Linked DNA regions of Sus scrofa: region 1 is linked to region 2. A link is a contact called in public Hi-C data. All regions are on one chromosome and are shown on one strand. The core of a region is the stretch at or near the end of the contact, and the rest is flanking DNA. Distances in the headings are between cores, read along the strand shown. Region 1 holds the start of LOC110257580 (collagen alpha-1(I) chain-like). Region 2 holds the start of TSPAN33 (tetraspanin-33).

Region 1 (6,520 bases), core at 304-2,803, 230 kb after region 2:
GTGCAAGTTGGGGAAGGGATGGCCCAGGGTAGGTACAGGGAGGGTCACATGGGGTGAGCCTGGGGACTGGAACAGTGACCATGCCTTGCCCTCCGCCTGCAGTGGTGGGCTGCCCCCTGGACCGTGGCTTCATGTTCGATGAGTGTGGCCCGCCTTGTCCCCGCACCTGCTTCAACCAGCACGTGCCCCTGGGGGAGCTGGCGGCACACTGCGTGAGGCCCTGCGTGCCTGGCTGCCAGTGCCCTGCGGGCCTGGTGGAGCACGAGGCCCACTGCATCCCACCGGAGGCCTGCCCCCAAGTCCTCCTCACTGGGGACCAGCTACCCAGCACTCTACCCAGCCCCAGCCGGGAGCCCCAGGGGCCACCCTGAGCCAAGACAACACTGACCAGGACGCATCAGGCCAGAAGTCTTACCTCCAAGAGCAGCTGTCACCCTGCCTGGGCACTGGGGAGGGGTCCCACAGAGACCCTGGCCATGTTGAGTCAGAAGCAGTAAATGAGGGCCTGCCCTGAGATTTCCTTGTGTGTTTGTGTGTTTCCTCCCGGTGTGGGGGTTTGGGTGGGGGTGGGGGCTGCTTGGAACATGGGGTCCAGAGGTGAGTGTCCCCAGAGGCAGGATGGTGGCAGGGTGGTGGCTCAGACTGGACCTCACTCACTTTCCGCACCTGTATCCCAGGGCTGCCTGGGAAGTCCTGCAGTGAGCAGCAGGAGGACCCAGTGTCCTGGTCCCAGCCCTGCGTTTATACGTAGAGGGTTGTGGGGCCCTCTGTGGATCCAGGGGGAACCATGCAAGGGCTGAGCTGTGTGGGGAAGGGGCTCTGTCCCCACATACCCTCCCCTTTCCTCTTGGTCTGGGGGCTGCTGGGTGCTCCGGCACCTCCTGGGCCACTTTAAGAGCTGGAGACACAGAGACCCCACACCTGGGATGGGAAACGGGAGAGACAGTGTGTCTATGGTGAAATATAGACACATGTGATGAAACACACACACACACACACACACACACACACGTTCATAAACCCAGATAAACACATGCATGTGCCGGTTGTGTTTTGCAGCTCCCTTGGTGGACATGTGGGCAGGGGACACACATGCAGCTTTCAAAGACATGCTCTTTTTTTTCTTTTTTCTTTTCCTTTTTTAGGGCTGCACCTGTGGCATATGGAGGTTCCCAGGCTAGGGGTTGAATTGGAGCTATGGCTGCCAGCCACAGCCACAGCCACAGCAACATGGGATCCGAGCCACATCTGTGACCTACACCACAGGTCACAGCAATGCCAGATCCTTAACCCACTGAGCAAGGCCAGGGATTGAACCCCCATCCTCATGGACACTAGTTGGATTCGTTTCCCTGCGCCACAACAGGAACTCTCTTTTTTGGTCTTTTTTAGGGCTGCACCCGTGGCACATGGAGGTTCCCAGGCTAGGGGTGGAATCGGAGCTATAGCTGCTGGCCTACGCCACAGCCACAGCAATGCGGGAACCGAGCCGCGTCTGTGACCTACACCACACACAGCTCACGGCAATGCTGGATCCTTAACCCACTGAGCGAGGCCAGGGATGGAACCTCAACCTCATGGATACTAGTCGGGTTTGTAACCCACTGCACCACAGTGGGAACTTCCTCGAAGATATCCTTAGAGTGGGAAGCACGTGGGTTTTGAAATAGAAAAACCATCTATTTCTTTGCCAAGAAAAATCTCTTTTCAAGGCTATGTGACCTTGGTATTTCAGGGAGCTTAACTAAAAGATGAGGGTTCAGGGGACTTGAGTCTTTTGGAGGGGACCCTGGTATTCCAACAGGGAATGAAGAGAGGGCAGTGGGCTGAACCGAGACCCCTGCCTGCATGCTCAGCCTGCTTCGGCTGGGGCCCCTTTCATGGAGCGGTTACAAAGTGGCAGGCGGGCCAGGCTGCTCATGACAGCAGGGAATGTGAAGATCACAGACACTTCACATACCCAGCCCGTCCCCTTGTCGTAACACGTTCCAACTGCGCCCTCTTCTGTTGTGTCTCACGTGTTGCAGGGAATACACGCAGTGACTGATGGACAGCTTGGAGCCGGTGCTGGGGGAGCTCGCGGCTCTCTGTCTCTGGGTGAGAGTGACGGTGGCGCGTGTTATTTAGGGCAACGCAGTCTTTGGGGCCCAGTTTTCTTATCTATAACATGGGGACAAAAATGATACCGCCTACTTCATAGAGTTGCTTCAAGGAAGGATTAGGTGTATGCAGCCTTTCGTGACCTGGCAGGGCGTGAGCTGTTGGGAGCTGCTGTCTGCATCGGGCGTAGTGCACATCGATACAACGCAGCAGCGGGCGTCTTAGGAACAGTCGACATTTGAGCAACACGGGTTTGAACTGCACGGGTCTGCTTATACCCGGACTTTTCTCATAGTAAGCACTGCAGTACAACACCATCTGAGGTAGGGTGAATCTCAGATATGGAGGACCAACTATAAGCTGTATGCGGATTTTTTTTTTTTTTTTTTTTTTTTTTTTGCTTTTTAGGGCCGCACCCATGGCATATGGAGGTTCCCAGGGTAGGGGTCGAATCGGAGCTACAGCTGCTGCTCTACACCACAGCCACAGCCACAGCAACGCCAGATCTGAGCTGTGTCTTTGACCTACACCACAGCTCATGGCAACGCCAGATCCTTAACCCACTGAGTGAGGCCTGGGATTGAACCCTCAACCTCATGGTTCCTAGTCGGATTCGTTTCTGCCGCACCACTCCTACATGTGGATTTTTGATTGGGGTGGGGCCCCCAACCCCCGAATTTTTTAAGGTTCACCTGTGTATATAAAACATATGCTTGGGAGTTCCCATTGTGGCTCATTGGATTAAGAGCCTGACTAGTATCCATAAGGACACAGATTCGATCCCTGGCTTTGCTAAGTGGGTTAAGGATCTGGTGTTGCCTGAGCTATGGTTGGATCCCACATCGCTGTGGCTGTGGTGTAGGCTGCCAGCTGGAGCTCCAATTCGACCCCTAGCCTGGGAACTTCCATGTGCTTCGGGTGCAGCCTCAAAAAGACAAACAAAACTGCCAAGGCTCACTGGGAACTGCCAGCGAGCACAGGCACACCCCTCTCTCCCTGTCAGGGCCTTCACCTGACACTGCCGCCCATGTGGCCAAGACACCTGCATCAGAGTCGGCCAGCGTCTCTGTGACACTTGGCTGAAGCCCAGGCCCTGGCTCAGATGTCATTATTGCATTATGGACGCCCTACATTATTGATCTCAGGAGCCTCTGGCTCCTCCTTGCTCTGTTCCCAGCTCCTGGCCCTCCTTTTCTCTCCAGGAGCAGCAGGAGAGGAGGGGAAACGTCAGCCCTGGCCCCCTACCCCATGGAGCAGGCAGCTACACCCGGGGGCCTAGGGCTCCCTTGCAGCCCCCAGCAGGCCTTGGTGCTGTACCAGCACCTCTTCAGGTGCCCCGCAGACCTGGGCCAGCTCCAGGTTGCCCTGCAGCAGGTGAGAGCAGCAGGGCTCCGTCTCTGAGGGGCAGGGTCTCCGTGGGGTCTGACTCTACTTTGCCTCCCCAGGTACAAGAGGGCCAGGCCTGCTGCTCAGGCTTGGAACTACCCACTGCCCTGCTGCAGATGGAGCGGAGGCGGCGGGCCCAGGAGCAGGTAGGGGCCGGGGTGGTGGTGGCAAGGGTAGCGTGGGTGACCCTTGACACCCTGGCACCCTATCTTCCTACAGCTCCTGTGGGACTTGGAGCTGCTGACTGGGGCGGGGCTGGGCCTCTTCTGGCCCCCCTGGGCCCAGTTCTGCGGTCTGAGAGGCCAGGCCCAGGGTGCAGGGAGCCAGCGCAGCAAGCTCTGCGGGAGGATGGAAAGCGCTGAGCGGCTGATGAGAGAGGTGAGCTGGAGCGTGGCTGAGGGCGGGGGCCCAGTGACACACGGAGTCCAGAAGTAGGAGTATGGGCTTTGGAGACAGGTGGATCTGAGTTCGAATCTCTGCTCCGATACCCCCTGTGGACTGCAAGCCTGTTTCCTCAGCTACAAAACGGGGAAGATAATGGCTCTTTCTCAGAGGGCTGCAGGGTGGATTTGAACTCATCTGTGCGTAAAGGGTTTAGCACGGCACCTGGCACGCAGGACAGTTCAGGCCCGTTACCATCCCATAATGAACTCGTGGTCAAATCAACCGCACAGCGACACGTAGAGTCAGATATGGCTGCAGCAAGGAGGGAAAGCAGGCCTGGCGGGGCCCAGAGGGCAGAGGCTCTGGCGCCCAGGGCTGGTGGCTGGGCCCACCCCTTTAGGAAGGAGGATGCCGTGGCCGCTGGGATGTGTCTCCCAGTCCTGGCTCAGCCACCCACTGCCTGAGGCCCTTTGGGCAGGTTAGCGGCTGTAGAGGGAGGAGTGTTAGTGATGATCGCTAAGGAGGTGCCCAGCCAGCACTTTTGGCAGGGGACGCAGTCTCATCTGAAGGCTCGAGTGACAGGAGGGATCCATGTGTAGGCTCCTTCACTTGGGGGAGAGGAGGAGGTGGTCGCACAGGGCACAGATGATGGGAGGAGGAGTCACTGGGGGCTCTTAGAAGCTGCCTCTCATCTTGGGGATAGTGCCCTATGGACCTGGGCAACCCCCCAACCCTTCCAGAATTCCAGGCAGTGCCCATCATCCCAGGCTGAGGACTCCCTGAGCCAGAGCCATCAGCTCCTGGGGGGGTAAGTATCCCAGGGAATTTTATCCACTCCCTGTTGCCACTGAAAGCCACCCAACACTGGACCCTTGGCCCTGTCTCCCTCCACAGCCCTGCCCAGTGACCCCTCCTAGTGCCCCCAGCTCCTCCTGGGCCTCTCAGTTGTACCCATGTGTTCCCCTGGAGCCCCTGGAAAGGGTAACTGTGTGTTCCAGCTCCTGGGAGCCAGTGGTGGGTACAGGGGTGGGGAAGGCTGCCCTGTACTGAGTTGGGTTGGGTGACAGAGTGGGAACGCTGAGCAGCCTGCTGGGGGCAGAGAGGCTGGCACACCAGCTGTGCCCCCATCCGCATCCCCAGCCCAGATGCAAGGGGTGCATCTGAGGCGGTCTTTGTACCCCTGCAGGGGGAAAGTAGTGGCCCCATCATCAGCCCTGGATCTGGGTGAAGCCAGGAGTGATACGGATGCAAGGCCTGAGAGCCCCAGCATGCCTGCAGAAGAGCCCACACCAGGTACGTTGACCAGCGGGGTTGGCAGAACAGGAGACCCTGGGCTGGAGGGGCCAGCAGAGACTGGGAGGAGTGGGGGACCCCTCACCCCAAGTCCCAGGATTCCAGTCCATCCTCACCTACTCTTCATCTCATACCTTCTTTGGGGATGCAGGGGACAGCCAGCAGGTTTTCCTTTATATGGCGGTTCCACCTGATTGGAGCCAGAGGGCTCAGGTACCGTGGTCCAGGAAGATTCTGAAGCTAAGGCGGGGCTCAGAGGAGAGGGTTCTGGGAATGACTGTCTGTGGTTGCCCAGGGAGGAGGGAGTGGCGTGGCAGCTCCAAGCTGCCTAGTTGCCACCCTCATGCCAGGTGCTGGGAAGATACCAAGCACAAGAAAGACTGGGCCCATCACTTATCCTCATCTCCGAGGACATCACAGCCTAGTGAAGAGTATGACAGTGAATAGGTGACTACAATTCAGTGGGATGGAGTTCCCATTGTGGCGCAGGGGAAATGAATCCACTTAGTAACAATGAGGTTGCAGGTTCCATCCCTGGCCCCGCTCAGTGGGTTAAGGATCTGTCGTTGCCATGAGCTGTGGCATAGGTCACAGACACGGCTCAGATCTGGTGTTGCTGTGGCTGCGGCGTAGGCCAGCAGCTGTAGGTCTGATTCCACCCCTACCCTGGGAAGCTCCATATGCTGCGGGTACGGCCCTAGAATTCAATGGGATGGAGGCTGTGAGCCCTAAATGAAATGAGCTTTCAAATGATTTGTTAAATAATCAGCCTAGAAAAGTCATAAGCTTTTGTCTGTGCCACCATGCACAGGAGAGAAGAGGACAGGGGCAATGAGTATTTTCTAATTGACAGAGAAATTTTTACAAGTATATTCTCTCTTGGGAATGCACGAATGGAAGACATCAATTACAACTTTATAACCAGTGAAATAAATGATTTGGTAAGGCAACAGATCAGAATTGCAGGGGGACAGGGGTTGGAGGTTATTTTAACAGTTCATGGCAGTAATTTGTAAAGGCTTGGGTCTTATCAGACTCCTTTGTTCAAAACGCTTCAAAAGACAGATTTGTTTTCACCGAGTGCATTCCCACTTGGTAAGTGTTATGAATATTCACACATCCGTATTGCATAAAGATAGCATTTCTTGTGAGAGCTCTCAATTTAAGACCTTAGAAAATCAGGTTCTTTTACGTAGTTTTATGGATGTAAAATGATGCTCCATCCTCCACAGCTGCAAAGGAGCAGCAACATTTCATCTCCTTTTTTAGATCCCTTTTGTTAATTATAAAGACTTGCAGTTTTTAGGCTATTCTGGCCTAAAATTCCACTTCTTGAGTTTCATTTGATTTTGCGGTC
Region 2 (6,615 bases), core at 633-3,132:
TGGCTCAGTAGAAAAACCACCAGATCAAGCCACTAACCATCTGTTGGACCTAGCGTGAAACAACATCTCTGCGCTTTGGCTTTCTCATTTATAAAATGTGGGTCCTGGACAAGACATCTTCCCAAAATGTTTTTTCCAGTTCTAAAACTGAGAATTTGTTAGGAGTTCAAACTTCATTCTTCCCAGTACAATGGCTGAGAATGAGCTGTCATCACCACCCTTTGAGATTTCTCTCATTTTTCCCAACAGGCTAGCACTTAGGTACTTGGTGTGTGTTCACACCATGGCCCCCGTGAAACCTTTCCAGCAACTTGCTTAGATGCCTAGTCTGCACCCTCTCCTAGGAAATATATTTTAGACTCCTTCCTCCTGCAAGTCTGAACTTTAGGTCTCAGGCAGAGGTGGGCAAGTGTAATGGGCTCCGAGAGCCGCAGCTCTGATGTAGTTGGTGCCGGAAGAAAATCAGGGAATCTGGAGGTCGGGGTGGGGGTCGGGGTGTGTATGGTGGGTCCCACTATGTTCTCAAACCCGGAGGGCCTCAGGGATTCTCTAGACATGAAACAGGATTGAGCTAGCATTTCAAGATCTGGTCCAGCTGCATTCACAGCTCCAGCAGAGTATTTCCGACATCCTTGATCATGTGGCGTTTGATTTTACGGAGGAGAGACCAAGGCCTACAGAGGTGAGCGTATGGCCCAGGTTAGTCAAGTTAACAATTAATGGCAGAGTGGGGATGAAAATCCAGGCAGCCCCAGTCCAACATTTTTTTCCACTTTTCCAGCCCTAAGCAGAAGATTCTGAAAGGACCCCTGACCTTCCAGTCAAACACAGGGTCCTATTTAAAGAATCTGAAGACTGTCAAACTCCAGGGGCTAGAGTCTGGTCCCGAGCAAGGTGAGGCAAAGTTTGAGACAGTGCTGGGAAAGGCATCTACACCCGGAGGCCATTCCTGTCCTTTTTCCGCCTTTTGCGGGGGGGAAGGGAGGGTAGAGGCCTGCAAAAGGAAGAGATGAGAGCCCCTTAACCCCTTCTCTCTGAGGTAAGGGAGAAGGAAGGTTTGGGTTTCCCCCTCTTCCTCTTTTCTTTGCTATCAGGGCCTCCCAGGCCAAAAAATCCCCCAACGATGGGATTTTTAACTACTAAGACTGCTAACACGTATCAGTGGGTCTGCCTTCGACCAACAAGAAAACCCACTCCTCCCGCTCAAACCCACCTTTTTTTTTTTTTTTTTTTTTTTTTGGCCTAAAACAGACCCTCCTCCGCTGCCCATGGAATACCCATAAGTCTTTACTGAATCCCTTGCAGACCCCCCCCACCCCAACACCCCCTACACACAAGGCGTCACTGTGGTGTCCCTGCCTAGGATAAATTACCCCAAAGTGCGGTCTTCCCGGAAAACTAGGCAGTGCGGCTCACCACGCTCGCCTCGAACCCGGCATCCGGGGACAACCCTCCTCAGCCGCGGGCAGCCCACTCAGCCCTCCAGGGGGTGCCCTGCCGCCCAGATGCCCCCACGAGCCCCCAAGACTCACCCAGAAGAGCATGTTGAAGAAGAAGAGCAGGTATTTCACCAGCGGGCTGACGAAGGAGAAGTCCTCCCCGTAGGCAGCCGGCGCCCGGGGTCTCCGGGCCATGGTCCAGCCGCCGCCGCCCCCGGGGGCCTATCTCCCCGCGGCGGCCGGCCCACCTGAGCGCTCCGCGCCGGGAGGCATGAGCCGCGCCACCGCTGGAGCCCGAGCGGCGGCGAAGCTGCGGCGCGGCGGGAGGTGCCCGCGCCGTGCGTCCGGAAGAAGCGCGGGCTGAGGAACGGCGCCGCCACTGGAGCCGCCGGGAGTCGCGGGAGCCACCGCGGGCAGCGTGAGCGGCTGAGACTCCGCTGCGGCCAGAGGACCAGCCCGGCCCGCCGGGCTCCCAGGAAACCGGGCCCGCCCCAGGCCGCCCATTGGTTGGTCTGCCAAAACCCGACTTCTCATTGGCCAGCCTCTGGTGTCACTTAGTGTCCAACCATCCCTCTTTTCTGAAAGGCGGGGGAGACACCTGTTCTGCGAGGGACAACTTGTTAAAGGGTCAGTGATTCTGCCTCCACCCTCAAGAAGAAAACATCCAGGCTGCAGCTATTCAAGGGAAAAAGGATCAGAAGGAATGCACGCTGCATCACACACCCACTCCTCTACGCAGTTGCTGTGCACCATATGCAAACACACATACACTAAAATCAACAAGTACGTAGACCATATGTTGAGCAATGCGCTGAAAACTGTGGGACACAAGAATCCGGGGTTGAGGGGGATGACAATAAAATCAGAGACAAAACGAACCTACATATAGCAATTGAGAATATTTAAGAGTAGCTGCAGTCCTGTTTAGTAACTAGATATATACGTATTTATGTATATATATTTATGTATATGTGGGGTTTTTTTGTTTTGTTTTGTTTTGTTTTGCCGCACCAGCTGGCATGTGGAAGTTCCCAGGCCAGGAGTTGAACCCGTACCACAGCAGCTACCAGAGCCACTGCAGTGATAACACTGCATCCTTAACCTGCTGCACCACAAGGGAACTCCAGTAACTGCATATTTTAAATGCTTATTTCAAAAACTCTATAACCCAATGGTGGAAATTTGGAAACATCACCAACAATGCTACCATCCTAATTCATCACCGTTTCAATCCTCACCTCCCTATTTAAGTCTTGGTGTCTTGGTCTACACCGGTTTTAAACACGGTGATCTGGCACGCACAGGTTGAGTGAAATGTAGGTGGTGGACCCTGCCTGGCTACCATAAGTAACACAAACACGAATGCTGAAGACTGTTTGTATCACCACCCCCAACCCAAACTCAGATGTTGAAATCTTGCCTCCCAAGGTTATGGTATTAAAGATGGGGCCTGGGGTGGGGGTGGGGGGGTGGTTTTGCTTAGGTCACAAGAAATGGAGCTTTCATGAATGGGATTAGTGCCTTTGTAAAAGAGACCCTAGAGCGCTCCCTAACCCTCTCTGCCAGGTTAGGACACAGCGAGAAGACAGCTGCCTAGGAATCAGGAAGTAGGCTCTCACCAGAAATTGAATCTGTGGGTGTCTAGATCTTGGACTTTCTAGCCTCCAGAACTGTGAGAAATATATTTCTGTTGTTTATAAGCCACTCAGTTCATAGCAGTTTCTTTATAACAGTCTGAACAGAGTAAAACAATTATTTCAGCCTCATCAGTTGTATGACTTGGGCCAACTTCTTAATCTCCCTGAGTCTTATTTTCTTTCATGTTACCTAGGGAAGGTGCTGGCCTAATAACATTGACGTGAGGATTAAATGAGATAATGCACACAAATCACTTAGCATAGTTTGGCATATAGAAGGGCTCACCAAATGCAATATTTTGTTTGAACAGAATTTAGAATCCTGTCAGGAAATATGGTAATTGCACAAATAACTATAACATATTTAGTGGAGAGTTGGTGAAGATAGCATGGCCAGTGAAATTGGAGGAGGATAATATTTAGAATAGCAGAGACGAAGGAGAAAAGTAATCCAGGTGAACCAAAGGTGAACCAGAGCCTGGAGCTGCAAAAGCACACTGTGTGTTTACTGAAAAATAAGCAGACCGGTTTGCCTTGAGCATAGGTGATGCTCAGTATGGCAGTGGAAGGTAATGCTGATTGACGCCAGTCTATGCTGAATTGACTTAAAATCATGGAGGGACTTGAATATCAGATTGGGGAGTTAGCATCTAATTGATTTGGAAACCAATTAAATTTGGAAGAAAGGAATAATGTCAGACCTGCTTTTTTTTCAGTAAGAGTGAGAAAGAGACTGAGAGGAAGATTTGTTGGAAGATCACTGTTCAGGAGTTCCCTGGTTTGTCACTGCCGTTGTGCGGGTTCGATCCCTGGCTGGGAAATTTTGCATGCTACGGGCGCAGCCAGAAAAAAGAAGAAGAAGAAGAAGAGAGAAGATCATTATTAATAGCCTAGATAATCAGACATTAAGATATTTAGGAGAAATGGACAGATCTGATGGGAAGAGATAGAAGTGAAGATAGAATCTGGGAAGATAGAAACTCTAAGGCTTGGCTATGCTGGGAGGTAAGGGGGATAGCAGCGCCAGGGTTTGGGGGAGTCTAAGAAGTGAGCCAAGGCCGGGTTACTGGGAGTTTGGCCATTAACAGCTTAAGGTGACCACTTGGAAATTGAGTATGAAGTGGGTGGGGTGGGGAGAAGCCGTTTTATAAGAGGTTAAGGAGTGAATGGGTAAGCAAAGGGTGGGCACCCATTTTCAGATGTTAGCGGGATGAGGGTGAGGACTGAGAAAAAGACAAGCTGCTGAATGTTTCCATCAGATGATCATCCAGAGACCAGTTTTAGTGCAGACAGGAAGAGGAAGGCAGGGCACAAGGGATCAAGGACGGGATGGAGGGTGGAATGGAAACTGAGGGTGAGGACTGCGGACCCTTTAACTAGAAGTCAGAAGGTTATGGGAGCCTTAAGGGACCTTAGAATGAAGGGAAAATTCTCTTTAGCATACAAGAGACCTGATATGTTTGTAGGCAAAACAAGCTAGTAAAAAGGGGTTGAGATGGTTAATGGCTGGGACAAGGTGGTTTGGGAGTTAATGGGTAGAATGGGACCAGGAGCCAATGGGAGGACCACGATGCCCATCATGGGGAAGTCAAGGATGGCACCCATCCAGCAGAAAGCCAAGCAGCTATAGAAGAAGGAATGAGGAAGCTCTCCAGGTTCCCAGGTGGAACATCTCCAAGATAAATTATTAAGACAAAAAAGCGATTGAAGAGTAGTGCATTTAAAAAAAAATAACTGTTTTAAAAAGAGAGAGACAAAAATAAGAAATAACATTTGTATTTGCTCACACCTACCTAAATAAACTGTGGAAAGATACAAAACCTGTTAAGAAGGGAGGTTACATACTTGAGGTGAGGGATGAGAACTAAGAAGTGAAGAGGAGAGACTTTTTGCTATGCGCCATTTTATTTGTTCCGATTTTTTATGCATGGAGCATATTAACGATTCAAAGTATTGCGCTGAAAAAAAAACCACATCCTTATTATAGAATGCTATGAAGCCATTTAAAATGATGTAGGAGGAGTTCCTGTTGTGGCGCAGTGGTTGATGAATCCGACTAGGAACCATGAGGTTGAGGGTTCGGTCCCTGCCCTTGCTCAGTGGGTTAAAGGATCCGGCGTTGCCGGTGAGCTGTGGTGTAGGTTGCAGACTCGGCTAGGATCCCATGTTGCTGTGGCTCTGGCGTAGGCCGGCAGCTACAGCTCCGATTCGACCCCTGGCCTGGGAACCTCCATATGCCGCGGGAGCGGCCCAAAGAAATAGCAAAAAAAAAGACAAAAAATAAAATAAAATAAAATAAAATGATGTAGGAAATACAGATACTGACTTGAGAAAAAGTCCATGATACAGGACGTGCAGAAGGCAGATTGTTGAATGAAGTATATAAAGTATTTGATGACCAAAAAATAGTTTCAATTTATTTCAAGTCCTTGGAAGGCATTTTAATCCTTTGAAATATACAACACGGTTATTTAAAATAGAAATCACAAAGATTACATAGTAATATGTAAAACTTTAACAATATGAGTGAAAAAGTCCTAAATAGCATATTCATTGCATGAAATATATGTCAGTAGCAACAGAGGATGAACCAAAGAAAATGTGAAAGTAAAATCAGTTGCACTGACATAATGGGATGTGTAGCAATTTCTAACTTTAAAATAATTTTAGGAGTTCCCGTCGTGGTGCAATGGAAATGAATCCGACTAGCAACCATGAGTTTGTGAGTTCGATCCCTGACTTCACTCAGTGGGTTAAGGATCCGGGTGTCACCGTGAGCTGTGGTGTAGGTCGCAGACGTGGCTCGGATCTGGCGTTGCTGTGGCTGTGGTGTGGGCTGGCAGCTGTAGTTCCAATTAGATCCCTAGCCTGGGACCCTCCATATGCCTCTGGTGTTGTCCTAAAAAGACAAAAGATGAACAATAAATAAATAAATTAATTAAATAATTTTAATATTATCATATGCGATTGTGAAAAAAATTAAAATATTTGAACGATATTTCCATAAAGAAAAAAAAAAGGAGTCATGTGTTTGGAGCCAACAAGGTATGTGAAGGATTTCTTGTCCTGGCGAAGCAGAAAGGAATCTGAGTAGGAACTATGAGGTTTCATGTTCAATCCCTGGCCTTGCTCAGTAGGTTAACGATCTGGTGTTGCCATGAGCTGGGGTGTATATCACAGATGTGGCTCGGGTCCTGTGTTGCAGTGGCTGTGGCTGTGGCTGGCAGCTGGACCCAATTCGACCCCTAGCCTGGGAACCTCCATATGCCGTGGCCCTAAAACCAAAAAAAAAAAAAGAAAAAAAAAAGAAAGGAACAATGACAAAGGAGGTGGAAGTGTGCAGTGGGAGCTTTAAGAAGGAGAAAAGGAACAATGACAAAGGAGGTGGAAGTGTGCAGTGGGAGCTTTAAGAAGGAGGAGTTTGAGGTAGAGCAGGGCAGGAAACCAGACACAAGATGGTTTAGCAGCAGTGATAGCCCAGCTGGGTTGGGTGAGAAGTGTGGTGATATCAGTTAGCCAGGCTAGTAAGGTCCTCAAAA

The links. A called contact is a pair of places that touch in the nucleus more often than the background predicts.
Region 1: a contact with region 2 is called in a Hi-C map of epiblast stem cells, with 2.1 times the contacts expected there. The contact joins the promoter of LOC110257580 here to the promoter of TSPAN33 in region 2. A contact is called at or near these places in 1 of 5 promoter capture datasets (liver) and 1 of 47 Hi-C or Micro-C datasets (epiblast stem cells).

Annotation. Positions count from the first base shown.
Region 1 is chr18:19,741,122-19,747,641 of Sscrofa11.1, forward strand. LOC110257580 (collagen alpha-1(I) chain-like) reads left to right here and starts at 1,554. Exons shown (of 9, transcript XR_002340383.1): 1 at 1,554-2,097; 2 at 3,303-3,632; 3 at 3,706-3,864; 4 at 4,611-4,678; 5 at 5,057-5,163. It overlaps KCP (kielin/chordin-like protein), which reads left to right. Exons shown (of 43, transcript XM_013990798.1): 43 at 103-520. The coding sequence ends at 371.
Region 2 is chr18:19,512,479-19,519,093 of Sscrofa11.1, forward strand. It overlaps TSPAN33 (tetraspanin-33), which reads right to left and starts at 1,883. Exons shown (of 8, transcript XM_003134681.4): 1 at 1,533-1,883. The coding sequence starts at 1,634.